Linked DNA regions of Mus musculus: regions 1, 2 and 4 are each linked to region 3. Evidence: chromatin contacts called from public promoter capture Hi-C data. All regions are on one chromosome and are shown on one strand. Each heading gives the region's core, a stretch centred on a gene start, on an enhancer-like site or on the middle of the called end of the contact. The rest is flanking DNA. Distances are from core to core; before and after follow the strand shown. Region 1 holds the start of Fam220a (family with sequence similarity 220, member A). Region 2 holds the start of Usp42 (ubiquitin specific peptidase 42). Region 3 holds the start of Trrap (transformation/transcription domain-associated protein). Region 4 holds the start of Rac1 (Rac family small GTPase 1).

What was found. Promoter capture Hi-C pulls out the DNA fragments that hold promoters and counts their contacts.
Region 1: a contact with region 3 is called in a promoter capture Hi-C map of pre-B cells, with 6 times the contacts expected there. The contact joins the promoter of Fam220a here to the promoter of Trrap in region 3. A contact is called at or near these places in 4 of 39 promoter capture datasets (hippocampal neurons, liver and pre-B cells), 1 of 115 datasets of contacts at active chromatin or transcription factors (extraembryonic endoderm stem cells) and 1 of 9 other capture datasets (adipose tissue).
Region 2: a contact with region 3 is called in a promoter capture Hi-C map of pre-B cells, with 2.8 times the contacts expected there. The contact joins the promoter of Usp42 here to the promoter of Trrap in region 3. A contact is called at or near these places in 3 of 39 promoter capture datasets (the 3T3-L1 cell line, pre-B cells and second pharyngeal arch cranial neural crest), 1 of 484 Hi-C or Micro-C datasets (pre-B cells) and 2 of 115 datasets of contacts at active chromatin or transcription factors (large pre-B cells and stem cell-derived neural progenitor cells).
Region 4: a contact with region 3 is called in a promoter capture Hi-C map of pre-B cells, with 3 times the contacts expected there. The contact joins the promoter of Rac1 here to the promoter of Trrap in region 3. A contact is called at or near these places in 4 of 39 promoter capture datasets (embryonic stem cells, hippocampal neurons, liver and 1 more) and 1 of 115 datasets of contacts at active chromatin or transcription factors (embryonic stem cells).

What each region holds. Positions count from the first base shown.
Region 1 is chr5:143,546,674-143,553,717 of GRCm38.p6, reverse strand. Fam220a (family with sequence similarity 220, member A) reads right to left here and starts at 4,998. Exons shown (of 2, transcript NM_133703.5): 1 at 4,584-4,998.
Region 2 is chr5:143,727,612-143,734,041 of GRCm38.p6, reverse strand. Usp42 (ubiquitin specific peptidase 42) reads left to right here and starts at 1,762. Exons shown (of 18, transcript NM_029749.2): 1 at 1,762-1,879; 2 at 6,016-6,262. The coding sequence starts at 6,025. It overlaps Gm38737 (a long non-coding RNA gene), which reads right to left and starts at 1,587. Exons shown (of 3, transcript XR_868672.3): 1 at 190-1,587.
Region 3 is chr5:144,765,501-144,772,803 of GRCm38.p6, reverse strand. Trrap (transformation/transcription domain-associated protein) reads right to left here and starts at 4,010. Exons shown (of 71, transcript NM_001081362.2): 1 at 3,957-4,010; 2 at 1,555-1,715; 3 at 1,147-1,196. The coding sequence starts at 1,654.
Region 4 is chr5:143,523,391-143,530,650 of GRCm38.p6, reverse strand. It overlaps Rac1 (Rac family small GTPase 1), which reads left to right and starts at 2,658. Exons shown (of 6, transcript NM_009007.2): 1 at 2,658-2,888. The coding sequence starts at 2,854.

The sequences.
Region 1 (7,044 bases), core at 3,749-6,248, 1.2 Mb after region 3:
TCCATCCCATAATCAGCCACCAAACCCAGACACTATTGCATATGCCTGCAAGATTTTGCTGAAGGGACTCTGATATAGCTGTCTCGTATGAGGCTATGCCAGTGCCTGGCAAATACAGAAGTGGATCCTCACAGTCATCTATAGGGTGGAACCCAGGGCCCCCAATGGAGAAGCTAGAGAAAGCACCCAAGGAGCTGAAGGGGTCTGCAACCCTATAGGTGGAACAATAATATGAACTAACCAATACCCCCAGAGCTCATGTCTCTAGCTGCATATGTAGCAGAACATGGCCTAGTCGGCCATCATTGGGAAGAGAGGCCCCTTGGTAAACTTTATATGCCCCAGTACAGGGGAATGCCAGGGCCAAGAAGTGGGAGTGGGTGGGTAGGGGAGCAGGGCGGGAGGAGGGTATAGGGAACTTTTGGGATAGCATTTGAAATGTAAATAAAGAAAATATCTAATAATAATAATAATAATAATAAAATGAAGTGTTTTGCTGTAGATCTGTTCTGGCTTGTGAGCATGACTGCTTTGCAGGCTTGTGTGTCACAAGCCCGCCTGGTCCCTAGAGAGCTGGAACTGAAGCTACAGATGGTCGTGAGCCATCTTGTGGGTGTTGGGAAGGAACCCAGATCCTCTGCGAGAACAGCAAGTGCTCTTAACTGCTGAGCTGACTCTCCAGTCACAGAACGTTAAAATTACAACTCTTCTGAGTCTACAAATCCCTTTTACATCCATTCTCTTGTTCGATCATCTTTCAGATTAAAGAGCTCGTTAGTATGGCTAAAATGCCTCACTGCTGGGCTAGGGATGCAGCTCTGTGGGAGAGTTAATCTTCAGTGTGCACAGGCCTTGGAAGCCATGCCCAGCACTGCCACAGGCCCTAGGAACAGGAGATTTAAACACCCGGGTAATCAAGTCCCACAGGACCCAACCCTTTAAACTCATTCCAGTTCCCCTGAACAGAGGAAGGGAACGATATGCTGGAGGGAAAAAGGCTGTGAGCTACTGAAGTGTCCCCTTTAGTCAGACTGCTTCTCATTATTCTTCCTTTTACTCAAAATCAGAACTAAACCCTAAACAAGTTCAGTTAGATATTGTTCACAAAGGGACAAAAGTCCTAAAGCCTTCAGGGGAACTTAAGCATCAGATATAAGAATTTTCAGTATAGCACTTTCCCAGAGCCCCTCCCTCCCTCCCAGAGGATGGACAGGCTGCATTTGACTAGGTCCAGGATCAAGCCTGAAACCCTTACAGGGGCTTTAGAAAACCCTGCTCTGGCTAGGCAGTGGTTCATGTCTTTAATTCCAGCATGTGCCATAAGGAAAAGGAAGGCAGGTCTCTGAATTTAAGGTCAGCCTGGTCTCCATAGGGAATTTCAGAGTTCCAAGCTAGCCAGGGTTGTACAGTGAGACCTTGTCTCAAAAGAAAAACAAACCAACTCTCCCCAAGCTCTTGGAGAGGCTATCTTACCCTCTGCCTGGGCCCACTTGATCCAGAATTAAGAGAGTCCATGTCTGGTTCTCCAAATTCTCTAAAACAGGTTCTACCTGAATCCTAACTTGATCTGGAGCCCACAGCTGCCCTTGCTATCGGTGGGCCTGCACTAACTCACAGCTCACACCACTGTTATTACAGATCTGTTTCCCTCCTCCCAAATGCATTTGCCTTCCTTCAGCACAGTGCACACTCCCCATTATGAAATATGGATTTGAATCACCTTTCCAGAGATGATCTCACTGTCCTACAAACAGATGCGCATTAGGAAAACACCGGGAATGGAATCTGCCCGTTTATTGCTTATAAATACCATGAGCCTTCACCACTCTTGCAGGGAAGAAAGCTGTGCTCCATTACAAAAGTTCCCTCCAAAAGAACTAAACTGTGAGAATGTCCCCGCCAAGGAAGACACTCGCCATACCTAGGCGCAGGAAGAGAGTGAATGAATGTAAATTTTGTAAAGAGGAGGAGTCCCTGACAAAGCCTACTCAGTCATCTTGGTGCAAGCTGGGCGAGGGGTGAGTGGAAGTCATATCCACACATGAGAAGGCTAGGCATGGGCATGCTGTGGTCCTGTTTAAGGATGCCAAGACATGACAGATATGTTCAGAAGACTTCTCTAGGGAGCCAGAGAGATGGCTCAGCTGTTAAGGGTGCTTGCTGTTCTTGCAGAGACCTGGACTCAAGCAGTTCACAACTGCCTGCAACTCCAGCTCCAGAGGATCCAGTGACCAGAATCTTCTGGCTGCCGCCTCCGCCTCTTCCTCCTCCTCCTCCTCCTCTTCCTCCTATTCCTCTTCCACCACCACCTGCAGATAATCACACATAGATCCATACATACACATAATATATATCATACACATTTTACACACACACACACACACACACACACACACACACACACACACACGATGCCTCTAATTGACTAGTGTAAAACAGAATACACAAAATTTCAGGCTAGCAATTAGAATAGCCTAGACTCGAGAAGGGTACACAGAGAATTGAACACATGAGGACATTTTAGGGGTTTTGTCTCTTTAGATAGGGTCTCGAGACATAGCCAAAGGTGAGCCTGGGGCTGAGTCTCTTACCTCCACCCTTCAAATGCTAGGATTATAGACATGGATCACTGTACCTAGTTTATGCAATACTGGAGACTAAACCCAGGACTCTGTGCATACTAGGCAAGCACTCCACCTCCTGAGCTACAGCCCTAGCCCCGTTGTTTGTTTGTTTTTTGTCTGTTTGCTTGTTTTTAATGTTACAGAACACAGCAATCCAAGATATAACATTTTGTATTAAGTAAGCTCTTGTAGTCTTTCATGTAATTTTCTTTCTTTCTCTCTTTCTTTCCTTTCTTCTTTCCCCCCCCCCTTCACTTTCTCCTCCTCACTCCGGCCCCCACTTGCTCTGGCCCATAGGTTTTTTTATTTGTTTCTCATTACGGTTGGTTGTGAGCTACCATGTGGTTGCTGGGATTTGAACTCATGACCTTCAAAAGAGCAGTCAATGCTCTTAACCACTGAGCCATCTCTGCAGCCCTCATGTAATTTTCTAGCCAAATACAAATCATATGTAAAACTGGACACCAGATTCCAAAGTGGGACTGGATGGGTCCAACACAGACTGCAGACAACTTTTGCTTCATCACCAAAGGTTTTTTGTTTTTGTTTTTGTTTTTTGTTTTGTTTTGTTTCCTTTTTGAAAACTCTGAGCTAACTTGATGTTCACAAATCAGGAAGTCTGATTTCTCAAGTCTGATTTCTCTCGGAGGTGGTTACCAGATCTGGCAGAGACACTGGAGCCATGTTTCTACAGGTAGGTAATTGGCAGGAACACAGGCTTTCTGGTTGATCTCACTTCCCACACCCAGCACTCCACTCATTTGTGGCACCTGCTGTAAAGGCTTGACGGTTCTGCCCCATGGCCTGATATCACTTAAGATGCTACAAGCCCTGCTCATGCTTGTCTAACATTCACAAAGTCCCGAGTTGATCCCGGCAGCACCTCATAACCAGGGTGGTACACACACAACACCTCCCCACCCCCCCCCCAAAAAAGTAAAGAGATTCTGATATGGACCTCAAATTTGGTTTTTCTTAACTCCTTTTAACCAATTTTGATCAACATATTTGGCTTCCGATTTCATGTGGTCTGTGTCATGGACCATTTACACACACCAAGTCCATTACACTCCAACTTGACCCAACTGCAGAAAAACTAGGTAGCACTATACTGAACTGGCGCCTCTGCACACCAGGGAACAACATAAGCACAGTAAGGCTGGGGTTAGGGCTGGCAAACCAATGCACCCACCGGGTTCATTTCCAGAACCACAAAAAACCAAAAACAAAACAAAAACAACAACAAAAAACCTCTGTCAGATTACATGCTTCCCAGGGGTGGAGCCAAGTCCTTCCTTCCAACACAGCCTGTGACACTCCAAGGTGTGTAAACAGAATCCAAGTTCACTATGCAGCCTTTCTTACATTTTGAGACAGAACACTCAGGTCCGTAAGACCTCTCCGCTAGAAAAAAAAGCATTTTGTAAATTCAAGATAGAGAAATGTCAGTCATTTTCAGCAAATGAGGCCTCCAGAATGCTGATGCAGGCATGCTGTTAGTCCACGTCTAAACTGTTGCAGGCCTCTAAATCTGTTTTCCCTCTTTCTCTCTCATCTTCATCCCTATCGCCATTTCTAATCCCTGGTCAGAAGATACCGAAAACATTGGTCAAGACACCATTAACTTTCAACCTACAGTACAAGGATAATATAATATACCGTCACAAAGTTTGGGGAACCAGAATTCACAAAGGAACTCGCAGCTACAGGATCGCCAACAATTTGTCATTTTTGAGGACAAAGCGTCCTAAGGGACCTTCCTGTCATCTTTCCTTGGACCCCACCCCCAGATGTGGGAACCTACCTTCTGAAGCATCCTCTATGCAGAGTAGGGTAACGGGGGTGGGAGGGACGCGGTGTTTGGTTCACACTCAGCCTCAGGCTGATAGCATGAGCCCCTTAGCACCTGCATCCCGCCGAGCCAGGTGGGCAGGGATGCGGAGGGCGCGGCTCACCTACCTGCAGGCGCACGTTGAGCATCATGGAAGCCACGATGTAGAGGTAAGGAAAGTTGATGCGCAGCCGCCAAGCCAAGTCAAAGAAGATGAGCAGCGTGCGGGTCAGCCCCTTGCAGAAGACCCCATAGGAGCGGGCGGCGGCCGAGCGCGACAGCCGGACAGCCAGACCCGACAGAGCCGTCGCCATATAGAGATCCGCGGCGCCCCCACTGCCCGCCCGCCCTCCCTCTCCGCGCCCCGTCGCCCAAGGCCTCCTCTCCCGGGCCGCTGCTCAGCGCTCAGCGATCTCAGGGAGCAAGGGAGACCGCGGCGAGGCCGGCAGGAGGGCGGGCCGCGGGGGAGCCGAGTCTGCGCGTCACTCTCCGGAGGCGACTCCACCAGCTACCACCTGGATTCCCGGCCGGGCCGCGCGGCCTGACGTCACAAAGCCGGCCCGCGCCTGCGCAGGCAGCAGACTCCGCCTCCCGCCCCGCCCCGGGCCGCCCCGCCCCTCGGGCGGCTTTCCTGCAAGTGAAGTGCGCATGAGTTGGAGACTAGGGTTGGCTGCGTTGCATCTGGCGTCCTCTAATGGTGAAGAGTTGAGAATAACGACACAGGGAAAGTGGCGTGGTGGCGCTAGCCTGTTAATATTCCAGCACTCAAGAGACTGAAGCAGGAAAAACATGAACTCAAGGCTGGCTGCTCCTCCAGAGGACCCTCAGTTCAGTTTCCCGTACCCACACTAGGTGGCTCAAAATCCACCTGTAGCTGGCTCCAGGAGAGCCAATATCTGACCTTCCTGGGCATCTGCACTCATTCGCACACACACCACATCCAAATAAAAATCAATCTTTAAAATATAACAGAAAAGAGATGATGCCTGGGTATGGCCACAGGTACTTTATAACACACATATTCCTAAAAATGGTTACAGTGAGACCAGCAAAATGGTGAAGTAGGTAAAATGCACTTCCCATTGCTCCAGAGGATCTGAGTTCAATTCCTGAGACCCTCATGGTGGAAGAACACAAGTGACTCTAGGGTGTTGCCTTCTATGCTGCTCATTTATTTTTGTTAACGTGACACAAGATAGACCAGCAGTTCTCAACCAGTGGGTCGCGACCTCTCTGGAGACCGAACGATCCTTTCACAGTGGTTAGCCTAAGACCACCTGTATATCAGATATTTACATTACGATTCGTAAAATTAGCAAAACTAAAGTTATAAAGTCGTTGTGAAATAATTTTATGGTTGGTGGTCACCACACGAAGAACTGTATTAAGGGGGTCGCGCATTGGAAGGCTGAGAACCTCGTCTAGAGTTATCTAATTCCTAGAGTTATGCTGGAAAAAGGAACCTCAATTGAAAAACTGCCTCCATCAGGTTGACCTGTAAGCGATTCTGTACGGCATCTTCTTGTTTGGTGATGGGTGTGAGAGGGTCCAGGCCATAAAGGGTGATATCAACTCAGCAGCAGCCTCCTGAAACTGGAATAGCAACAGGTTAGCGCTGCCACGCCACGTTCCCTGTTATCCTCAGCTTCACCATTAGAGGGCGCCAGGACGCAACGCAGCAACCCCACTCTACGACTCACACATGTAAGAAAACAAGGTAAACCTGGTGGTCCGTGGTGGTGATGGTGCATGCTTTTAACCCCAGTACTCAGTAGACAGAGGCAGGCAGATCTCTGTGAGTTCGAGGTCAGTCCAGTTTTTAGACTGAGATCCAGAACAGCCAAAGCTACACAGAGAAACCCTGTTAAGAAAAGAAAAGAAATATAAGGCAAAGGCAAATAAATTCTTTTCTCCCCACCTTGTTTTTGGTAATAGTGTTTAGCACAGCAGTAGAAATCAAAAAACACATCTTCCCATCTCCTCCAGCCTGCTGTGTTACATGCATGTATACACACACACAAACACATAAACTAAATAAAATGTGACTTTTGTACTGGCTGGTTTTGTGTGTCAACTTGACACAAGGTGGAGTTATCTCAGAGAAAGGAGCTTCAGTTGGGGAAATGCCTCCATAAGTTCCAGCTGTGGGGCATTTTCCCAATTAGTGATCAAGGAGGGGGGGGAGGTCCCCTTGTGGGTGGTGCCATCCCTGGGCTGGTAGTCCTGGGTTCTATAAGAACTCCATTTTATGCCAGGTACCCATCTTGCTACACGCTAAGCTGTTTGTCTCTGATTCCAGCCCCTGGAAGATAAGTTCCCAGTAACCTTAACTCAGTGGCCCCCACCCAAAATGTATGGCCGTGACTATCTACTTGCTATGATATGACTATCTGCATTTCTGGCTTGATACAGCTTGCTTATACAGAAACTAGAGTTTCTTTAGCCTTCATGTAGACCCCCTGTAACTGTAGTTACAAATAGTTGTAAGTCACTATATGGGTGCTGGGAACTGAACCAAGGTCCTCTGTAAGAGCAGTAAGCATTCTTAACTGCTGAGCTATCTCTCCTGCACTATGAAAGTTGTTTTTT
Region 2 (6,430 bases), core at 513-3,012, 1.0 Mb after region 3:
GTTGTAGAGTTTAAAGCCATTATACAGAATAAGACCCTGCCTCTAAAAACAAACACCAAACCCCATTCTTAATAAATCCCAACAGGGGCGGGGTAAACTTCTGGGACCTCAAAGGGAAGTGTTCTGAAATACCATAACGTTTAGCTAGATAACTAGTCCCTCAGTTCCTCAGCATTTGAATTTAATTACCTGGAAAAGGCAAAGTACTGAGCAGGTAGTTCTAGTCGCACAAATTGGTCATTTTCCTTGAGATGGGGTCTCAGTCTATAGTCTTGGCTGACCTGGATTACAGACAGGATTTTACTCTGTAGTCCAGGCTGGCTTGAACTCATGGCAATCCTTCTGCCTAAGCTGCTGAATTCTAGGATCACAGACATGGGTTATTTTACCTTTTGCAAATCTCTTAATAATGGTCTACAGTGGTGAAATTCCATAACCATTTTTTGTAAAGAAAAAAGTTGTGGTGTTAATTTTGACAGGAGATGCTGAAATGTGAGCAACTAGGATTCTCTTTCTCCTTTTTAATTCCTCAAAGTACTTGAGTTTTTTGCTCCAAATACTCAATAGACATTTTATAGCCAACCTATAGGGACTGTAATGAAGTTGGTAGCATGAGTAGGTATAGGCTCCTGACCTCTTTATAATGTTAAAAGCTTAACATAGCATGCTGTGGCTGGAATAAATGAAAGGAAAAAGGAAATATGGAGTTGGGTGTTTTGTTTTGAGACTGGGAGTCCTTCTGTAGCACAGGGTGTCTTCAAACTTGTGATTCTCCTGTCTCAGACTCACCTGTACTGGGAATCATTAAAATGGGACTTTTAATGCCCAAGCTAAAGAGCTTAGCTTCTTCTTCTGATCTGTGTTTTAAAATAAAACAAAAAACTGTGTCCACAAGAGTATAGTGAAACCAGAGTGGAGTGCTGGAGGAGTCAGTTAGACTAGGCTTAGTGAGAGAGAAGGCAAGTGGGTGGTGGGCAGGACCACAGCTCTTTAGGTCAGTAGGGTGTAGTGAACTGGTGGTCTAGGGGGTGAAAGGTTTTGATCAGCAGTGAATGCTCTTCAGGGGTGTGTACTAAATGGGTACCACAGGCAGGCGCTGGAGGGGAGAGAATACAAGGATGAACTACTTTGTCCAGCCTCAGGATCCAGGAAGTAACAAGAAGCATGACTGTAGGACTGGGGCGCAGTTGCCTCAATCTGGAGAGCTAAGACTTGAAGTGAGACGTTGAGGGGGGTGCATGGTCTGCTCTTTAGCCTGGCAGGGCTACGTAAGGTAGAGACAGCGGAGGCCCCATCGCGGTGAGGGCCCGTGGATCGCAGAGCCCAGTGGCCTCGCCACCGTAGTCCGCAGGGCCACGCGTAGGAGAGGCATGAGTCTCCCGGGATGGGAGCTCAGGTGTACTGGCTTTAGGGCCCCAACCCGGGCCACTCCGGGAACTCTGAACGGAAGCGGCCCCTCCCCGCCCTGCTGCCGGACACCCAGCCAATCAGTGCATCCCGCCAATCAGGGCGTCGGACCAATCAGTGTGCTTTCTCCGGCGGAGCCCGGCGCTTAGCTGACGCGTGAGGCCAGCCCGCGCCCCGCCGCCCTTGGGCGACGGCCCCTCCCGCGTTTGCCCGGCCCGTTAGCTGCGCGCCGCGCCTCTTGCGCGACGGCCCCTGGGCGGCGGAGGCCGTGGCGGCGGCGCGTGCGGGCGCGGCCCTGGTGCGCCCCCTGGCGGCCCGGCCGGCAAGCTGCGGGTGCGGCGCTGACCCGGAGGCGGCGGCGGCGGTGCCCGGATGGAGGCACGTCATTGTCCCCCGCCGGGCGGCTGGGCTGTGTGCGGCGGCGGCGGCGGCGGCGGCCGAGGGGGATGGAGCGAGTGCCGAGCCGGGTCAGGTAAGCTCCCGCCTCCTTCCCGCCCGCTGCAGGCCGGCGTGGGGCCGGGCCGCGTGTCCCTGGTTCGCGGCCTCAGCCGCCCCGCCGCCTTCAGCCGGCCGCGGCCCGCCGGGACTAGCGCGGCCCCTCGCCCGCCGCCCCCTCTACAGCCGCCGGGCGGCCCGGGGACCCCACGGCTGCGGGACTGGCGCTGCCGCCGCCCGGCCGGGCCAGGCCCGCAGAGCAGGAGGCGGTGGCCACGGCGGGCGGGCTCGCAGCGAAGGCAGCGCCGGGGTTGCACGGAAGGGCCGGACCCCCCTGGTTGCCATGGCCACAGCGCTCCCACCCCCACCGGCCCCAGCCCGCCCCCTCGGTCCGCTGCTCGGGCGGCCGGCAGCTACCGGGCCGCCCGGCGCGTTTGGAGCTGCCGGGGTGGGCGTGTGCACGCCGGGACAGTGTAGCCGGCGTAGCCGGCGTCCGGGGCCCGCCCGCCGCCCCCCCGCGTGGCTGCCACCTCCGGCTCCAGGGCGCCCCTCGGAGCTCCGGGCTGGCCTCCCCGCCCCCACCCCACCCCGACAAACTTTCCCACCCGGGCGCAGTCCACTAGGCTCCTCAGCAGAACACCCGAGTTGCCCACGCCGTAGCGGAGCGGACACCCGCAAGAGAGGCGGACAGCCGGGGGTGTTGGGGTGGGGGGGAGGAGCCCCGTAGCTCTTTCCCCTCCGAAAAAGCGAGTGTGCCTTCCTCCCCCAGGCTCTTTATCTTTTGGGGCACAGAGAACCAACTTACCTGGAGGAAAGGGCGGGTGGGAGGGATCAGATTCAGATGTTTGAAATGAAAATTTGACGGGACCAAAGTTTTACAATCTAGGACTTTAACCTCCCTAGAATACAGTTGAGATTACTTTTGTTGAATAGCTCTTTTATATCTGAAGGCCTTAGGACTTGCTTGTTTGTGGTTCTTTCAAGTAAATACACTCAAGTAACAAAAAGTGTCGGGGAAACTAGTTAACGCCCCTTTTACAAAGTAACAACCGGATCCAGGTTCGCACAGCTGTTTATGGAGGAGAACTTTTCTTCAAAGCATGCATTTTAAACGTTCTGCTTTTACCATGTCACTCATTCAGATGCTTAGGTCTGTGAATAATGAGTTACACTTATTTGTTTTTACTCAGGGACAGTTTCACTTTCTTTTCTGTAATCATTGATTCAAGACTACAGTAAGTACTTGGTTTGCAGAGTTTTACGGCTAATCATTCTGTTTACCAAAATACAATTAAAAACCAAGTGGTGTCTTTTTTTAAAGTTTCTTAAAACTGAAATGTTACCAGAACTTGTATAATACTGTTTATGAAGAGTTCGCATAACAGGTTTTTTTTAATGCGTTGACCTTATTTCTTCAGTGTATGTGGGGGGACACAATGTGTACATAGTGATATTCTTTCTTAAAATGAGAAAGATAAATGTAGCCTGGCATTTACTTATCGTAAAAGAGACCTAAGCAAGTAATTAGTCTTGCACATTTATTCAGCTTTGGTCCCTGGTCAGGTTTCAAAATGGACTGTTGTAACTTTGTATATCATGAAAAGGTGTTGGGACTGGCTGGGCTTTGAGTAAGTAGTTACCATTCACAGGCCGTTTTGAACACTAACTGTCAGACGCTTCACTTAGACTAAAAACAGGAGCCATATGAACCTGTCTTACACAATATAGCTGGGTTTTAAGAAAGGTTGGCTCTTATAGGTGGAGTTTAGTTTGATCCCTGGTGACTTTAAGGTGATATTCATTGGCTGAATATCCAAGTGAAGAAGATAGATGGGTTCTGTTATTCTTGCCAGAATCAAAACAATGACATATTTCTGATGACTTGAGTTGTGTTTTCCTTAATATTTATCTCCTAAGCCTATCACAGCATCTTTGCTAGAATGAGTACGGTGTTTTGTTTGGTTGGTTGTTAATCATTGTATGGAAAGGTTGCTTGTCCCAGGAAAATCAAGGGGTTTTACTATAAATGTTATTTTAAGTAAGGATAGACTAGCCTTTCCTTATTACGGAGTTTTGTCTCCTTCCCCTAACTCTCCCTCCTGTTCCTTTTTTTCCATCAATACACTGTGTGTGTGTGCACGTGTGTGTGTCTGTATGTGTATATAGAATTTCTTTTGCCTGTAGCATGAGAAATATATAAACTTTATTTGGCTAGTAGGCCCAAATTTTCTTGTGACTGAAGGTGATTTATCTTCATTTGATTAAGTATTCAAGTTATTGACTTTCTGATTTTATGTAACTGCCCCTACATTGTTAAGGTTGTAACTTCACTTGAATTAAAAATTGTAAACAAGAAGGTTGAAACTTTTAAGGAACAACTTGACTGTAAGCACCAACATGGGGACATCTGTTCACTGAAGTACACAAGGATTTTATTACCCTTTGTACTTTAAAAGGGGTGAACTTTTTAAAGGCCAAGTTTTAGAGGTACTCCCTTTAATTCAGAGGTTTTAAAGAATTAAATGAGATGCCATATATAAATCCCTAAGCACAAGCTGGTGCTACAAGCAAACACTAGTAACTTCCTGTTTGCACGATTTCATTCATTTGTTGAACACATGTTTGGAAAGCTTCCCCCATACCAGGTAGGGTGGAGTTAAGTTTTTACTACATGCTACCATGGAGATCAGCACAAGGACTTTTTAGGATTGGTTTCTTACCCAATCTTGGGGTGAAAGGTGTTGTCAAGGAAACCCTTTAGGATGGGTTTCTAAAAAGCATTGTAGAGGAATGAGTTCTAACCCTGACAGGGGAAGTGTTAACTAAGCAGAGGTAGGAGATGGAGAACATGTGAAGAATAGCTTGCAGGACCTCAGCAAGGAGCTTGGACTAAAAATGGGCCCTGTCTATGGTGGGAGTGTAACGTGCGGAGTGTTCCAGAGACTAAAGCGTGCCAAGTTCAGATGCTGGGAAGAACATAGGGAGGGCAGCTGAGCACTCCTGAAAGGTTTTCTTCAAGGTCTGACATGTAGATTTGGCTGCCTGGACATTTTGAGGACCATTCCTTAAAAGCACTTTGCTGACTTGGGTTGCATAATGGCTAGACAACGGTCCTGCTGGGTGCTGGGTGCTGGGTGCTGGGTGCTGGGTGCTGGGTGCTGGGGCTCAGTCACTGACCTTGCAGATTTTGGCTGATCTTCCAAAGGGTTATCATGAAAATTTAGCAAATAAATAAATATTCAGCAATTAATATGATACCTAGCACATCAAAAAAACTCAATTAGTAGATTTAAAAATAAGATTCAGAGATTTAAATACATATTTGTGTTCAAAGTTTGATGTTAGCAAAATTACAGGTTTAATTCTAAAAGTTGAAATACTTATAAATGCTGGACTTTTTCAGAAAAATGTATTTGCTTCACTGGTAAGACTTTTCTGTAGCTAAAATTTTTCAAAACTTCAAATTTCATACAATAGTATTTTAGACTTTCAATTAAAAATTAAAGCTAAATATTCTCTTTATGCAATTTAATTGACTTTTTTCCCTGAAAAATGGTATATGATTTAAAAATGTAATCAAATATATTAAATTGTAGACTGTTCCTAGCTTTAAGCAGTATGTATGTATGTGTATGTGTGTATATATATATATATATATATACACACATACACACACACATATATAAAATATATGTGTTTTTAGTGTATATAATTGTGTATATCATACACATATACACATATATATGTGTGTATACAAATATTATATACAATATATATATATATATGGTGTTTTTAGTGTACATAATTGTGGATTGAGGAGCCTGAGTATAACCTTGCATGGTTTGCGGGATGTGGTACAGGAAAAGGGTTTTTTGGTAGTGGTGCTGCTGCTGCTTCCAAAACAAGGTCTTTCCAAGACAGAGTCTTGTACTGAATTCTTGATCTTCCTGCCTCCACTTCCATTGCTGGGATTACAGGCATGTAACCACTAAGGCTAGGCAAGACCTCTACCACTGGAGCTACATTCCTGTTCCCACTAATGGTTTCTCTTTGTTGGATGATTTGTTTAAAGATAGTTTCACTTGGTTAGACACAAGTTTGGAGGACACAGTGACTGGCAAGTAGACTGCTCTGTTCACTCTTTGAAACAAATGTACTTTTTGTCTTTTGCAGGGTTGAAAAATGACCATAGTTGACAAAACTGAACCTTCAGACCCATCAACCTGTCAGAACCAGCCTGGCAGTTGTGAGGCGGTCTCACCTGAAGACATGGACACAGGCTCTGCCAGCTGGGGCGCTGTGTCTTCAATAAGTGATGTCTCAAGTCACACACTTCCATTAGGGCCAGTGCCTGGTGCTGTAGTTTATTCTAACTCGTCTGTACCTGAAAAATCAAAGCCATCACCACCAAAGGATCAAGGTATGAGTACAGAGTTACTGCCGCCAGGGGCTCCCATGCCGGGGATTCAGAAGGGCATTGGTCCAAGATTGACACCATTTCATTTTGCTCTAATGAGCATTCATTCATTTATCTACCACACCCACCCACAGATCATTATTACCATGTATAACAAGTAGGATAGATTGA
Region 3 (7,303 bases), core at 2,761-5,260:
ATAGCCCAGGCTGGTGTTGAATAATTCCTGCCAATCCCCCTGCTGTAGTTTTCCCACTCTGGGATTACAGGAGTATGCCAGGACAGGACAGCCTTTATTATCAATGACCTCTATCTTAGTCAGGGTTTCTATTCCTGCACAAAAATCATGATCAAGAAGCAAGTGGGGGAGGAAAGGGTTTATTCAGCTTACATTTCCATATTTCTGTTCATCACCAAAGGAAGTCAGGACTGGAACTCAAGCAGGTCAGGAAGCAGGAGCTGATGCAGAGGCCATGGAGGGATGTTCTTTACTGGCTTACTTCCCCTGGCTTGCTCAGCCTGCTCTCTTATAGAACCAAGACTACCAGCCCAGAGATGGTCCCACCCACAAGGGGCCTTTCCCCCTTGATCACTAATTGAGAAAATGCCTTACAGTTGGATCTCATGGAGGCATTTCCTCAACTGAAGCTCCTTTCTCTGTGATAACTCCAGCTGTGTCAAGTTGACACAAAACCAGCCAGTACAACCTCTGAGTCAGAAACAAAATAGACTTGACAGGGCTGGAGAGACGGAAGTGCTTGCCACATGAGCCTGAAGATACCCAGAGTCTACGTAAGGGTGAAGGGGAAGCAGAAAGCCAATACCTCACGGGCAGCACAGTGCTTCTGGGCTCCCCTCTCCAAATGCACCAATGCATAACAATGATACATAGAACTGACAGAAGTCTGACAACAGGGCTGGCAGGATGACTCAGCAGGTCAAGCTGTCACCAAATACACATGACAACCTGAGTTCAATACTCAGAAGCCACGTAAAGGCAGGAGAGTGCCACTTCACAACGCTGGCGCAACTTCTATGTAAACACTGTGGTAGTATGTACACACACACATCTTATACAGCAACAATAATAAAAATACATTTGTAAAAACATTGACAGCAAGGACAGGAGAAAGCATGGATAACAGAGGAAATTGCAGGGCTGTTGAAATGTCCAGAGTTCAATCCCCAGGCCCACAACGATGGAAGGAAAGAGCAGACTCCCTCAGATTGTCCTGTGACAAGCACACAGCGCCTATGGCATGTGTCAGCACGTACACAGACCTAAAATAAGTATAATTTAAACAAAAACAGAAGAGAGGGAGGGGTGGGGTGGGGATGCTCATACCTCAAAGTTCTCGCTGACTTCCTGCATCATTTTCAACTTCGTTTCATCAGCTGTAAATAGTAAAACAGTCAGCTCATTGAAACTGCCTTAGGGAGGCTTCAAAAATCACTGGATTTAGGGACTGAAGAGAAGCAATCAGATCTTATCAGTTTGACTGTCACAGCCCAGAAGATGGCACAGGGCTAGGTCCCTACCACCAGTCACACACATCCATCCTCCCAGACTCACGTGTGCATGCACAGACAAGGACACACATACACACAGGCAATCTGGCACACACACTTGTGCCTCTCTGTGGCTCCAGCAGTATTGTTCATCATTGTGCTTCTCCACAAGGTAGACGGGGAGACCAAGGACAAACACTAAGGTTTGCTCTTCCTCTCAGTGTGCAAAAAAGGACAGACTCACGTGTATTCACATCCGTGAGAGCTGCCACAAACTGAAGGTATTTCTTCATCAGAGTGGTTTGGTCGACCACCGTGGCCCCCTGGGTTGCAACGAACGCCATCTTTCTTCTGAGTTTGTGTTTTTCTCAAGCCTGAGCTGCCAAGTCCATGAGTTTATCCAGCCTGTGAAGAGAGACATCCCGTCAGCAGCTGGCAGGGACATGGGGAGCTTGTAACCTGTGAAATATTTTACCTCAGTACTTTCTAAAATTACATTCATATTTTCATTGTGTTTGGGGGGGGGGGGAGGTTCCTGTGCCTTAATAGATGTATTGAGGTCAGAGGAATCACACAGAGGTCCAGGGACTCGAACTCAGGTCATCAGGGCTGGTGATTGGAACCGAAACCTGCTGAGCTGTTCCACTGCCCAAGCTCTAAAGGATTTGCGGAAATCACTGTTTTCTGTGGGTTGTTTTTGTTGTGGACAGTGTGTCCAAATGCACTGTTTCAACATCATTCTCTTCAACATGGAAGCTTTTCTTTCCCGTTACATAGCCTTCTTTCAACAAACCAGGAGATCGCAAACGTTTTGTACAACGAGCTGTGCAGAATGGAGGGAGAGCTGGGGCTATAGCTCAGTGGAGAGAGGGTTTGCCTAGCATGTTTATGAAGCCTTGACCTTGATTCCCAGCCCTGCATAAAGCGGAGTAATCCCACAACCTCTCCAGCACGGGAGAAGTACAGATGGGGGCCTGGGACACATAAGACACTATCTCCAAAGTGTCATGGAGGAGGTGGGGGGAGCCACACAGGAAATGTTTGAATCTTTGTAGTTGTGCAATGTCTACCCAGTTCCCCAGCACTCAGGAAGGAGTCACTAACACATAAATGAATGACAACAGCGGTGTTCAAAAAACAAAAAAACAAAACAAAAAGGAGGGCTTAAGGACACCTTTTGCATAATCTGAATTCATCATGAAATACTACTCTTCTTCAATACTCCCCCCATCCCACCCCAACCAGTTTAAGAAAATATAAAACCAGCTAAGCATGGGGGCAAATGGTTTTAATCCCAGCACGCAGGGGACAAGAGGCCAGCCTGTTGTACATAGTGAATTTTAGGCTAGTCAGGGTTACCTGAGACCTTGGGAAAATATACACACTACATCATGGTAGAGCCTTGTCCTGGGTTTTATCCCCCAGTATTGTATAAATAATAAACTATTCTCCTAAGCATTACCTCAAAGACTGTGGATCTTATCTACAGTCGAGGCACAAAACACAAAGCATGCTTTTTATCATTACATTTTCTTAACTGGGGTGGAAGAAGGTGTGTGCCACACAGCACATGAGGAAGTCAGGGGACCACTTGTGGGACGTCTGTTCCTTCCATCCACCGTGTGGGTCTCAGGGATTGAACTCGGGTCATCGGGCTTGGCAGCAAGCAACCTTTACCCACTGAACCAACTCACCGGCCCCAAAGCATACTTTAAAAGCACCACAGTGACTTGGAAAACAGGAACGTTGACTCCTGGCTCATAAGGTAAAGCGCTTGGAGCCAAACCTGGAGACCTATCTTGATATGTGACCACAGGGTGGAGGGGGAGAACTGAGTCCCACAGGCTGACCTCTTAGCTCCACATGCATGCCGAACACACATACACAAACAAGCAAATGCTTAAAAAATAAAAAGCTGAGTGTGCCAGTGCACGCCTTTAACCCCAGGACTCTGTGGATCTCTGTGAGTTCTAGACCAGCCAGGCCTACATAATACCAGAGACCCTGTTCCTAGGGAGAGAAGAGAAAAGCTAAGGATACTATCAGCCTTGCTACCGTGACTTGGCAAACTCTTGCTTTTCCTATCAGAGTTCCTCCTTCAAACACTGGAGGTCCCTCATACTCACCGACTATTAACTAGACTCAGGGTCAAGGCATTCTTAAGAACAAAACAGAAGCCCTAATCCTGGCCAAACTTTTTATCTAGCTTTTCTGCTGTGGAGGCGGTGTTGTGTAGCTCGGGTAGGAGGAGCAGGCTGATGTAGATGTACGGTTGGCCTTGATTGTTGAGCTTCCAGCCCCGACCCCTGACAGGCCTGTGTACCATCACCCCAGGGCTAGGAGGTTCTGGGGAATCGAACCCAGGGTTTGGTGTGCTAGGGGGACACTCTACCCTCTGAGCTATAGCCCAATCATCTGCGCAAACTTTTGCGACACTTAATCTCCTTTTTATAAGCCACTCAGTAAAAGTGCCACTTCCGAGCTCCCACCCGATCCTCCCAGGGACCAGGCCTAGCTTCTCCCTGGGCCAAGAACCTGAAAGCAGGGGGCTACCCTATCCGCCTGTGGATTCTGGAAGGAGGTTCTGAGCTTTTCGAGAGGATATGGATTCAGGCCTGGATGCCCTCGAGCCCACGGAGTCCCCACCCAGGTAAGGAAAAGGCAAACGGCCCCACAGCCCGCCGTCCTCCATCGGGTCCGCCCCGCCCACGACGCCCGGCTGGCTGGACAACGCGCCTCCGGGCCGCCAGGGGGCGCCGTAGCCGCCGCTACCTTCACTCTCAGCGTCTGGCCCAGAGAGCCAGGAGCCTGCGTGGAGGCCCGCAGATGCCAGGATGGCTTTGGTGGGGTGCCGCAGCCCCCTCGACTCCTCACTCAATCCCTTCGCGTCGCAAACGGCCTTCGGGTTCCCTCCTTTTGTCGCCGATCCTTCCCGGGACTCTCAGCGACTGCCCCCCAGCAGGCCGCTGAGCTACGGCAAGCGCCGAGGGCCAACCTCCGCGGCCGCTAGCGCTGCGCGTCCCTCCATCCGCTCCAGCGCAGCCCGGCGCCGCGGAGGACTAAATGCTGCAGTGTGGCTGATCTAGTTTAGGAGGGCTCCTGGGGGGCCGGAAGGACCTCGGTCAAGCAGGGACAGCCTTCTCCACTTCTCCGTGGAGCCGTCGTGCTGCACCGACTCTCTCCCACGCCTGAGACACGCACGCGCGTGCATCTCCCGGGACCGTTCACCCGCCCTCCCTTGCGCTTACCGGGACCTGCCGACTAGCCCCCAGCATCCGGGCCCGAGTCCCCAAGAACTCTCGCCGCCGACGCCGCTGCTGCTCCTCGCTCAGTCCCGCCCCGGCTTAAAGCCGCGGCGTCCGCCCACCAGAACTAAGCTCGGGCGCACCGCCCCCAAGTGGGTGCGGCCTGGGCGGGCAGCGGGGCAGGGAGGGGCGGTCTGCCGCCTTGGGTGGGCGTGCTGTCCTTTTAAATCATCGCCTGGGTGACCTATCTGCTGAGCACCTAGGCCGGTGGGGCTCTGGGCTGCTGCAGCTTCAAGATTCGTCATCGCCTCCACACCCAACCCCGTGTCCCTTTTCCTCGCAGGAACCAGACTGAAGGGTGATTGACACCCGAAATACCTCTCCAGTTGGTTCACTGTGTGTGTGTGTGTGTGTGTGTGTGTGTGTGTGTGTGTGTGTGTGTGTGTGTATGTGTGGCCTTCAGGGCTGGACTTCCTTCCCTGAGATTTTATTTTTCCTCTTCCAGCAATGCTGGGTGTTGAACTTAGGGCTTCACATCCACTAGGCCAGCTGTGTGTGTGTGTGTGTGTGTGTGTGTGTGTGTGTGTATGTGTGGCCTTCAGGGCTGGACTTCCTTCCCTGAGATTTTATTTTTCCTCTTCCAGCAATGCTGGGTGTTGAACTTAGGGCTTCACATCCACTAGGCCAGCGCTCTATTGCTGATCAGCCGCCTGAGAGTGAAGTAGTTCCTGCAAGACTTTAATCACAGCACTGGGGGGGGGGGGGGGGGGGGGGGCCGGGGGGGGGGAGGCAGGCGGATTTCTGAGTTCGAGACCAGCCTGGGATAGGGGCAGATAGACTGACATCCAGTTGGCTTAAAGGCAAACTCGGGTGTTATGCTGCTAGGTCACCCTGAGACAACTACATTTGTCCCGCTTGTAGCTGATGCCCTCCCTTCAAGACAAAATTGGAAGGTGACAGACCTCAAGCCAAGCCAGAGCGGTGAAGAAACGTGGTGGGGAGTAGGGGTATCCTGTGATACCCAGATGAGGACGAAGGTCTTTCTTTGAAAGGGACAACTCAGCCGGGTGTGGTGGCTCACGCCTTTAATCCCAGCACTCGGGAGGCAGAGGCAGGCGGATCTCTGAGTTCGAGGTCAACCTGGTCTACAGAGTGAGTTCCAGGATAGCCGGGGCTACACAGAGAAACCCTGTCTCGAAAAACCAAAAAAACAAAAAACAAACAAACAAACAAACAAAAAAAACCGAAAGGGACAACTCTATCAATTCTACACTACCGAGTAGGTTCTGTGACAACCACTAACAGTGAAGTGAGCTCGGTAACCATAGTTACCCGGTTTTGATGAACACTGTGTAAGCGATGGCCTAAACCCCACTACCTCCCGCCTCCTTGTATTTATATCCTGCAACTTCCTGTTCCTGATCTGAAAGCTTGAAGCACCAGGGTCTTAGTGTTCTGATCCTAAATTGATACATTTTCGCACTCGGCAATAAACAGATTTCACTGGCCCTGCAAAATAACCTTGGAGGGAAGACGGCAGAGAGAAAGCACGCTCCTGTATTGTTTATTGTTGCCACAGAAGAATTAGCAGTAGCTGAAACGCTGGGAATGTGGGAAATTGTTTCTAATGACATTTTCCCCCCTCTTTCCTGCAAGAAATAGTCTGTTTGCCAATAAAGCTTACGCTGGGCCATCACGACCTCCAAAAGTAGCAGGTCCGAAGTTTGAGAAAGACTTAAAACAGGGATCAAACCAGTACCCTGGGAGCTGTTTTTGTTTTGTTTGGAAGATTTAAAAAAAAAAAAAAAAAGGCAAGATAAATAAGACAGGTGAGATTGCTCAGTAGATTACTCTCTGGGTTGTAGTCCAGCGGGTAGAATGTCTAGCACACAGGAAGCCCTGGGTTTCCTTCTGCACGTGCTCTTAACTATAATCTCAATACTCGGTAGGCAAAGTGTTGCATGCAGTGTCTTCACTCGGTTAACTTGATTCATGTTAATGTTTATCCCCATTACTGCTGTGGAGTAGAACTAAGAAGCCCGTGTGAAGGGAGGAGAATAACTGACTGTGCAAAGTCCCCTGATGTGCACAGGGGTGCCCAGGCACGCTTACACACTCAGGGATCATTAACACACTTAGTAATAATAAACACATTTTACAAAAGGAAAACATGTCCAGCGTGGTGGTGCACACTCTTAATGCCAGCTCTTGGGAGGATCTCTGAATTTGAGGCCAACTTGATCTGCCTAGTAAGAAAGACAGGAAAAAAGAAAGAAAAGAGAAGAAGCAAATATCTTTTGATACATTTCGGCATTTAACTAATTAATTGCGTATCATACACACCCATGATTGGTTTTAGCTCTATCATTGACAAAATCAGCCCTTCCCTTTTGGCATAGTTGTATCAGGGTATTCAAATTGGTTAGGGGTTACTTGTTTGTCCCCTGAGTTCCAGGTTAGGGACGGGGTCAACCTCATCCCTTTTAGGTAAATTAGATTAAGTCTCTCTGCTTTAAATCCTATGAAAGCACCAGACATGGTGGGGCATGCCTTTAGTCCCAGCACCCAGGAGGCAGAGGCATGTGGATCTCTGTGAGTTCAAGGCCAGCCTAGTCTACAAAGCGAGTCCAGGACAGCCAGGATTTTGTTACACAGGGGAATCCTGTGTGGAGGGAGTGGGGAGGAATCCTTCAAAACCTGTACAGCGCATCCAAAGTGACTTCTGTCCCTACTGGCCTGCCTGCTTGC
Region 4 (7,260 bases), core at 1,409-3,908, 1.2 Mb after region 3:
CCATGTGAGGAATTCTAGCTTAAGCATAATTTTTCTAAAATGTTTTCATTTATTTTTGTTTGCTTTTTTTGAGACAAGGTCTCACCATGTAGACCAGGCTGGCTTCAAGCTCACAGAGATCTGCATGTCTCTACCTCTCTACCTTCTAAGTGCTGGGAGCTGGGATTCAAAGTACAGTATGAACCACCATGGCCAGCCTAAATAGCCGTTTTTTTTTTTTTTTTTCTTTTCTTTTCTTTTTTTTTTTTTTTTTTTTTTTGGTTTTTCGAGACAGGACTTCTCTGTGTAGCCCTGGCTGTCCTGGAACTCACTTTGTAGACCAGGCTGGCCTCGAACTCAGAAATCCGCCTGCCTCTGCCTCACAAGTGCTGGGATTAAAGGCTGCGCCACCACCACCCAGCTTTTTAATTAATTAATTAATTGTTTTGGTTCCTTTTTTAAAAATGTACTCATTAAAACACTTTTATTTTACATTTTATTTTGTGTGGATGTCTGATGAAGACATGTACCCCAATGTGTGTGTGTGTGTGTGTGTAAACCAAACAATAACTTAAGAGTGTCAATTCTGTCTTTCTATTCTGTAAGTCCTAAGGATTGAACTCAGTACCTCAGGCTTGATAGCAAATGCCTTTGTCTACTGAGCCATCTCACAGGCCCAATTTGTGTGCATACAAAGACTCAGAGGACAGAGTTCTCTCCATCCACCTTTACCTGGGTTGCAAGGAGGGCACTCGAGCTACCAAACTTGCATCGCTGGACGGCAAGCACCTTTACTTCTTGAGCCGTCGTCCTGAAGGCGTTGTCCCTCAAATGGAACTGCTGAGAAACCCAAAGCCATTCTAAATTCCTGTCTCTTTAAGACTTTGTTTTCTCTTTGGAAGCCAGAAGGGTCTTATGTGTTCACATGGTTCTGAAGTTTTACAAGTTTGTACAGTGCAGTGGGGCAGATTTCCTTCCCTGTGGGCATTATCTATCTGTAAATGGTTTATCCTCCAGGTCTGGGAAATTCTCGTGGAATAGTTCCACAGATGCTTCCCTTAAATTTTTTGTTTTGTTTCTATTTTTTGTTTGTTTGTTTTATTTTTTTACTGTTAGGATATTAGGATGGCTGGAATTCCTGGTCTGGTTTCTTTTCTTTAAAAAAATATTTTAGATTTTGTGTCTGTGCTCACGTGCACACACGTGAATGAATGCAGGTGTCTCAGGGGGCCAAAGGTGTTGGATCGCTCTGGAGCTGGAATTACAGGTGGCTGTAAGCCATGTGATTCAGGTGCTGGGAACCTAACTCCAGTCTACTGGAAGAGCAGCTTGGCCTCTTAAGCTCCAGGAGGAGGGAACTTGCCAGGCAAGTGTGAGGAACAGAGCTCCAATCCAGAAACTAGTATACTAGGAGGGTACGGTGACTCACCTGTAACTCCGGAAGATAAAGATGGGATCTCCAGGGCAAGCTGGTTGGCTAGATTAACTGGAATTGGCCAGTTTTGTGTTCAATGAGAGATCTTACTTCAATATATATAAGGTGAACAGCAACTGAATACACCCAGTGTCAACCTTGGTCTTCTATACACATGTGCACCACACATGTGCCCACACATGAAAACATGCACACACACACACACCACAGATAACCAAAAATATCTTTAATGTTCTTGTCTTCTAATAGGCTACCTTATTTGTGAATGAATTATATGCTTACCCTATCATATCAGCAATCTTTAAAAGAATTCTTCTGACCTTTATCCTTCTGTTTATTATTTTAATGGTATGTATGTTTTTTTTTCCTTATATTTTTGTTTATTTAGTGCTCCCTCCCCACCCCCCACCCCTATTGAGAAAGTCTCATGGTAGGTCAGGTTAACGCTGGACGCTACATAGCCAGAGGTCAAACTTCAGATGTTTCTGCTACCTCCAGTCCAGAGCTGGGATTCCAGGTATGCACTACCTGATATATACCACATCTGTTTCATACCGTCGTGAGGTTCAATCCTAGGGTTTCATATCTGTATCTGCTCGGGGAAGCACTCTACCAATTGAGTTGCATATCCAGAGGTTGGACTTGAGGTTGATCCCCAGGATTCTACTGCTTCCGCCCACCAAGTGCTGGGATTACAGGTGAGCCACCAGGGCAGGCTGTGATGTGCTAGGGATGGAGCCCCAGGCTGTACATGCCGGCAAACATTCTGACTTGGCTACATCCCTAGCAGTTTCTTTTTTGAGACTGGATCTCACTGTGGCACGAGCTATACAGAATTTTCTAGCAGGATCTTACGCTACAGCATACTGTAGTTATCACATAACAAGGGGGCTCAGGAATCTCTCCATGGAGTTGGCACAAGTAGGTTGCGAGCGAACGGGACCCTACCACTGACCCGAACCCGTAACCCCAGGATTCAGAGGGCTTCCTAAACCTGGTCACAACCGGGACGCTTTAGCGTGCCAAGATGGCGGCCGCCCCGCCCCGCGGCCGCCGAGCCCGTTCTCCGGCTGGAGCCGACTGTTGCCGAGCTTTCCCGAAAGCCCGTGGAAGCCAGGAACGGCGCGGGCGGGCGCGCGGGCGGGCGGGAGCGGCCCCGCCCGGAGCCTGGGAGCTGCGTCGACGGCACCGAGGGGGAGGGGAGGCCGGATGTGAGTGGAGCGGCCATTTCCTGTTTCTCTGCAGTTTTCCCCAGCTTTGGGTGGTGGCTGCTGCTGCGCTTCGCCTTCCCGTGCGCTGAGGGCCCGGCGGCGTGGACAGCAGTCCCGGCACTCGGCGCCCCGCCGCCCGCAGCCTCGCCCAGCGCTTCCCGAGCCCGCCGCTTCGCGCCTCAGCCACCGGCCGCCGCCGCCGCCGCCGCGGCCCACCGAGCGGCCCAGATGCAGGCCATCAAGTGTGTGGTGGTGGGAGACGGGTGAGTGCACGGCCGCGCCTGGCGCTCCGGACCCGGTGCCGCGCGCAGCGCCATCGGGGGCCCCCGCAGGCCCGAAAAGCCTCGAGCTGGCGTAGAGCGCGCGCCCGGCCTTCTGGGGGGCGCGAGCCTCCCACCCTCCCGGGCCTGGTTCCGGATTCTGGTTGGGGGAGGGCCTGGGCGAGCCGGCCGGAGGGAAAAGTGAACTCCACCCTCCTGCCTTCTTCCCGGGCCGGACGCCGCCCGTCGCCCTACTCGACTTGGCACGTAGGCGAGGCTGGTTTGAAGAATTTTTCTTGAAACATTTTTAAAAAAAATTTTTGTCTTTTGAGAAAGGGACGTATAGTTTCTTCATTTACTCAGGGTACCCCCTCGCACCCCCCCCCCCGAGAACTGGGATAGGTAACGGCCTCCAAGTCGGCCGGCCCTGGTCGATGCATGTTTGCACCAGTCACTTGGGTGACCTGGAACTTGGGAAAGGGCTCGGTTGCTTCGACTTGACAGGGTGTTTATAAAAATATTCATTTTCACACTTACGCCGAGAAAGTTACTGGGATGCTAGCTGAAGGAGTGTGATGAAGACTGTCCATTGAACGAAGTGTGGTTATTAAAAACAAACAAACCTTCTCTGAAGGCATTAGATATGGATGTAGCAGATCCAGCTCCCTGTGACTCGAGGCAATTCTTTTCGTGATTGACCGTGATGGTTTCAGGCCCTTGAGGGAGACAAGACTGGTCTTATGCAGTCCGTCCCGTTCCCCCCACCCCTTCGGTAGAAACAAGAATCTCAGTGTAATCGGAGCAAAATCGCGCGTCTCAGCGTAGCTTGTGTAGGTTCGTGTTAACGAGGAAGCTTGGAGATTTACCACCCGTTTCCTCAAACGCAGAGTGCAACTGGTCCACTTTCTAGTTCAGTCGAGTACGTTGCCAAACTTGCTTAATGCCTTCCACACTTGCAGTGAGCACTCGCCGCCCATGGGTTTATGAGCCCGTGGATTTATGAGCGATTGTTCAGCGTATTTACAGAACTCTACATTAGACTTTGGGATCGTCCCTGTAACTAAGTCAGCCAGACGGTCAGAGAACTTTATTTTTCTGCTAACATGTCTGTCTGTGGGATTTGTCTCGGAGACAGGAAGTCTCATGGATACGGTTCAATGTATTTAACGACACACTGGAATTTCATTGAGTAGGAATGTCAATGGTGCTTTCCTTTCACCTCCTAAAAGAAAGCTTTGTCACTTGGGGCACTTAGTTTGATAGTGAAGATGTTGTATTGTGGGGCCGGGGTCTTTTTGTGTAAATCCTAGTTTCTGACTGCCTTGGTCCCAACTCCATGATTCTCCTGTTAGGAGGACATGGACATAGGCGTTGGGCTTACAGGTATGAGCCACAGGTCTGCTTTAAGTGAAGGCAAGATGGCTGGGTCTGTCTGTCTGTCTCTCTTTTTGTATTGCGGTTGAACTATAACATAGCACCTTGCTGGGGAACGTTTAAAACTTACCTGAACTTTCCTTGAAAAGTTAAAAATGTTTCACCAGCAGTTTGTGGGCTGGGGAATACTACCACATTCCTAGTGTTTTAATAAGTTAAATTGCTCTGTCACCATCCTCTTTTCCTCCCAGAGCTTAGGGACCAAGGGGAGGAAGAGAGATTATAAGAGTCAGAGGTCAGGGACACCCAGCGGAAACAGTATTTTCTAGATTCCACTTGTGAACTCAGCAGCAGCTGTATAAGATCCTAGCCCAGGGCAGAGAGGGCCTAGGCTGAGTCGAGATGGGCCCTTGATGCTTCTAGGGGTGAGCCAGTCAGTGTTCTCTATGGATGTGGTCCTTGAGGGAAACTAGCCCCAGTGTGAGGCCTCACACTGTTGAGTCTATGGATGGGCAGCACAGATTGGACTAGGTGAGTTTTTAGGGCTGGGGTGGAGTTGGAAGGAAGTAGGGATGACTATGAAAAAGTACATTGAAAGACATCTCAAGACAATTACTTTTTAAAAAGGTAAATTGCTGCTGATCCAAACCCAAACCTTAGTGCTTGGGAATTCCTAAGACCTGACATGCACATGCAGCAGGTATGCCAGCACTCATTCTGTAACCCCCACCCCCAGCTGGGCCTCAGGGCCTTAGGTTTCCTGGCACGTCTGAACAGCTGAGATACGTCTTAGCCTGTTGCTGGCTTTAAAAAGAAAATCTAGTAAAAACGTGTAGAATGCCTCCTGTAGGGTTCATTTGGATTGCCACACCTTTCTTTTTCTCCCTACATTTTTTAATGTGTATGGGTGTTTTTGTGTGTATGTCCGTGCCGTATGTTGATGCCAGCAGAGGATCTCCTGAGACTGGAGTTACTGAGATCGGTGAACCATTAGGTTGTGATAGGAGTGGAACCCAGGCCCTCTGGAAGAATGACCAGTGCTCTGAACTGCTGAGCCATCTCCAGCCCTCAGTACCCTTTTAACCTACGGAGTAATCCTCAGCATATCATTTCTTCCTCAAGAGAGATGCCTCAAGGGAAAGTTAAACAAGCCTAAATGAGATGCTGAGTATGAAGAGGCTCTTGAGTGCCCGGTCCTTGTGGAGCGCTGAGCGAGTGCTGGTTACCGTTGTTGCTGTGCTTTTCTCTTCTCCTTTTCCTTTTCTTTGAGTCCAGTGCCTATTCTCCTGAGCCGTTCCCACTTGCTTCTCGCCTCACTACCGTTGTTGGGGTTTGTTTGTTTTCACTATGAGGGTCAGTGAAGAATGTTAGACATAAAAATGCAGTTCCTGGCCATGGAGTTTTCAGTCTTGTTCTAAACAGTGTATTGTGGTGTGTGTGTTTCTGTGTGTCTCTGTGTGTGTGTGTCTGTGTGCGTGTGTGTGTGTGTGTTCTCTGTGTGTGTGTGTGTGTGTGTGTCTGTGTGTGTTCTCTGTGTGTGTGTGTCTGTGTGTGTTCTCTGTGTGTGTCTGTGTGTGTGTGTGTGTGTGTGTGAAGGCACGCATCACCATGGCAAGCTTGTGAAGGTCAGAGGACCTGCAGGAGCAGGCTCTCGTCTTCCTTCAAGTGGATCCCAGGGATTGAACTTAGTCAGTCAGGCGTACCCTAACCTGCCTAGCCATCTTTCTACCCCAGTGTGCCTTTGTTTTTTAACAGAGTCTCACCTGTATATCTCTAGCTGGCTTATCTCTGCCTCTTGAACACTGGGATCAAAGGTGTGCATCACCATTTAACTGTATTTAAGGAAAACATAGTGATTGTTTTGCCTGTGTGAATATCTGCACCACATTTGTGTCTGGTGTCCACAGAGACCAGAAGACAGGGCATTGGATCCCTGGAACTGGAGTTAGGTATGGTTATGAACCACTGTGTGGGTGCTGGGAATTGAACCTGGGTCCTCCACTCTTTTGTTTTGGTTTGGTTTTTGGTTTTCCAAGACAGGGTTCCTCTGCCCTGGCTGTCCTGGAACTCACTTTGTAGACCAGGCTGGCCTCGAACTCAGAAATTCGCCTGCCTCTGCCTCCTGAGTGCTGGGATTAAAGGCGAGTGCCACCACGCCCGGCTGGGTCCTCCGCTCTTAACCATTGAACATCTCTCCAGACGCTGTATTTTTTTGTTCTGTACTTGACATTGATATTGTTGGGGCTAAGTGCCAAGAGAAGTGTACACATACCACAAGATTCGAGATTTGCATTCTGAAGGGCAATGCATAGTAAAACACTGGTTAAGAACAGTGGTTCCTAATTGTGGGTCATAATCCACTTGGGATCGAATATTAGATATTTTGCATAGTGATTTTTAACGGTAGCAAAATTACAATTAGGAAGTAGCAACGAAAATGATTTTATGGCTGGGGATCCACCATACCATGAAGAGCTGGATTCAAGGGTCACAGCATTAGGAAGGTTGAGAACCACCGTGTAGAGGTGTACATACATGGCTTTTCATGCCAATAATATTTTTCTGCTATTTAACAAATAAACTATATGCCTGAGGTATAGTTGGAATGCCTTTTATTCTGAAAAATTGAAAGCTGGCAAGCCTAATATCACATATAGTTATGAAATTTTACAGGGTTAAAAGCCGAGTGATGACAGATTGATTGAGGTCACACAAATTGCAAACTTTACCATTTAAAGTTCTTCTGAGGGATTACAGTTACAAAGTCTATTATGACCATGTTAGATTAATCGGCCTGTATTCTTGTGGTGGGGTAGTCCCTGTTCAGTAGTTAATTGACAGTGGATATAGAATCTGAGAGAGTTAAACAGAACCCATGTGTTTATCTTGGTGATGGTGTGGCATGTGCAGAGCCAGTGCCCCCCTTCCCCCCCCCCAGCCACCTCTCCCACCTTTTTTCTTTGTTCTGGTACTGTGAACTGAACCTAGGGCTTCACATTTG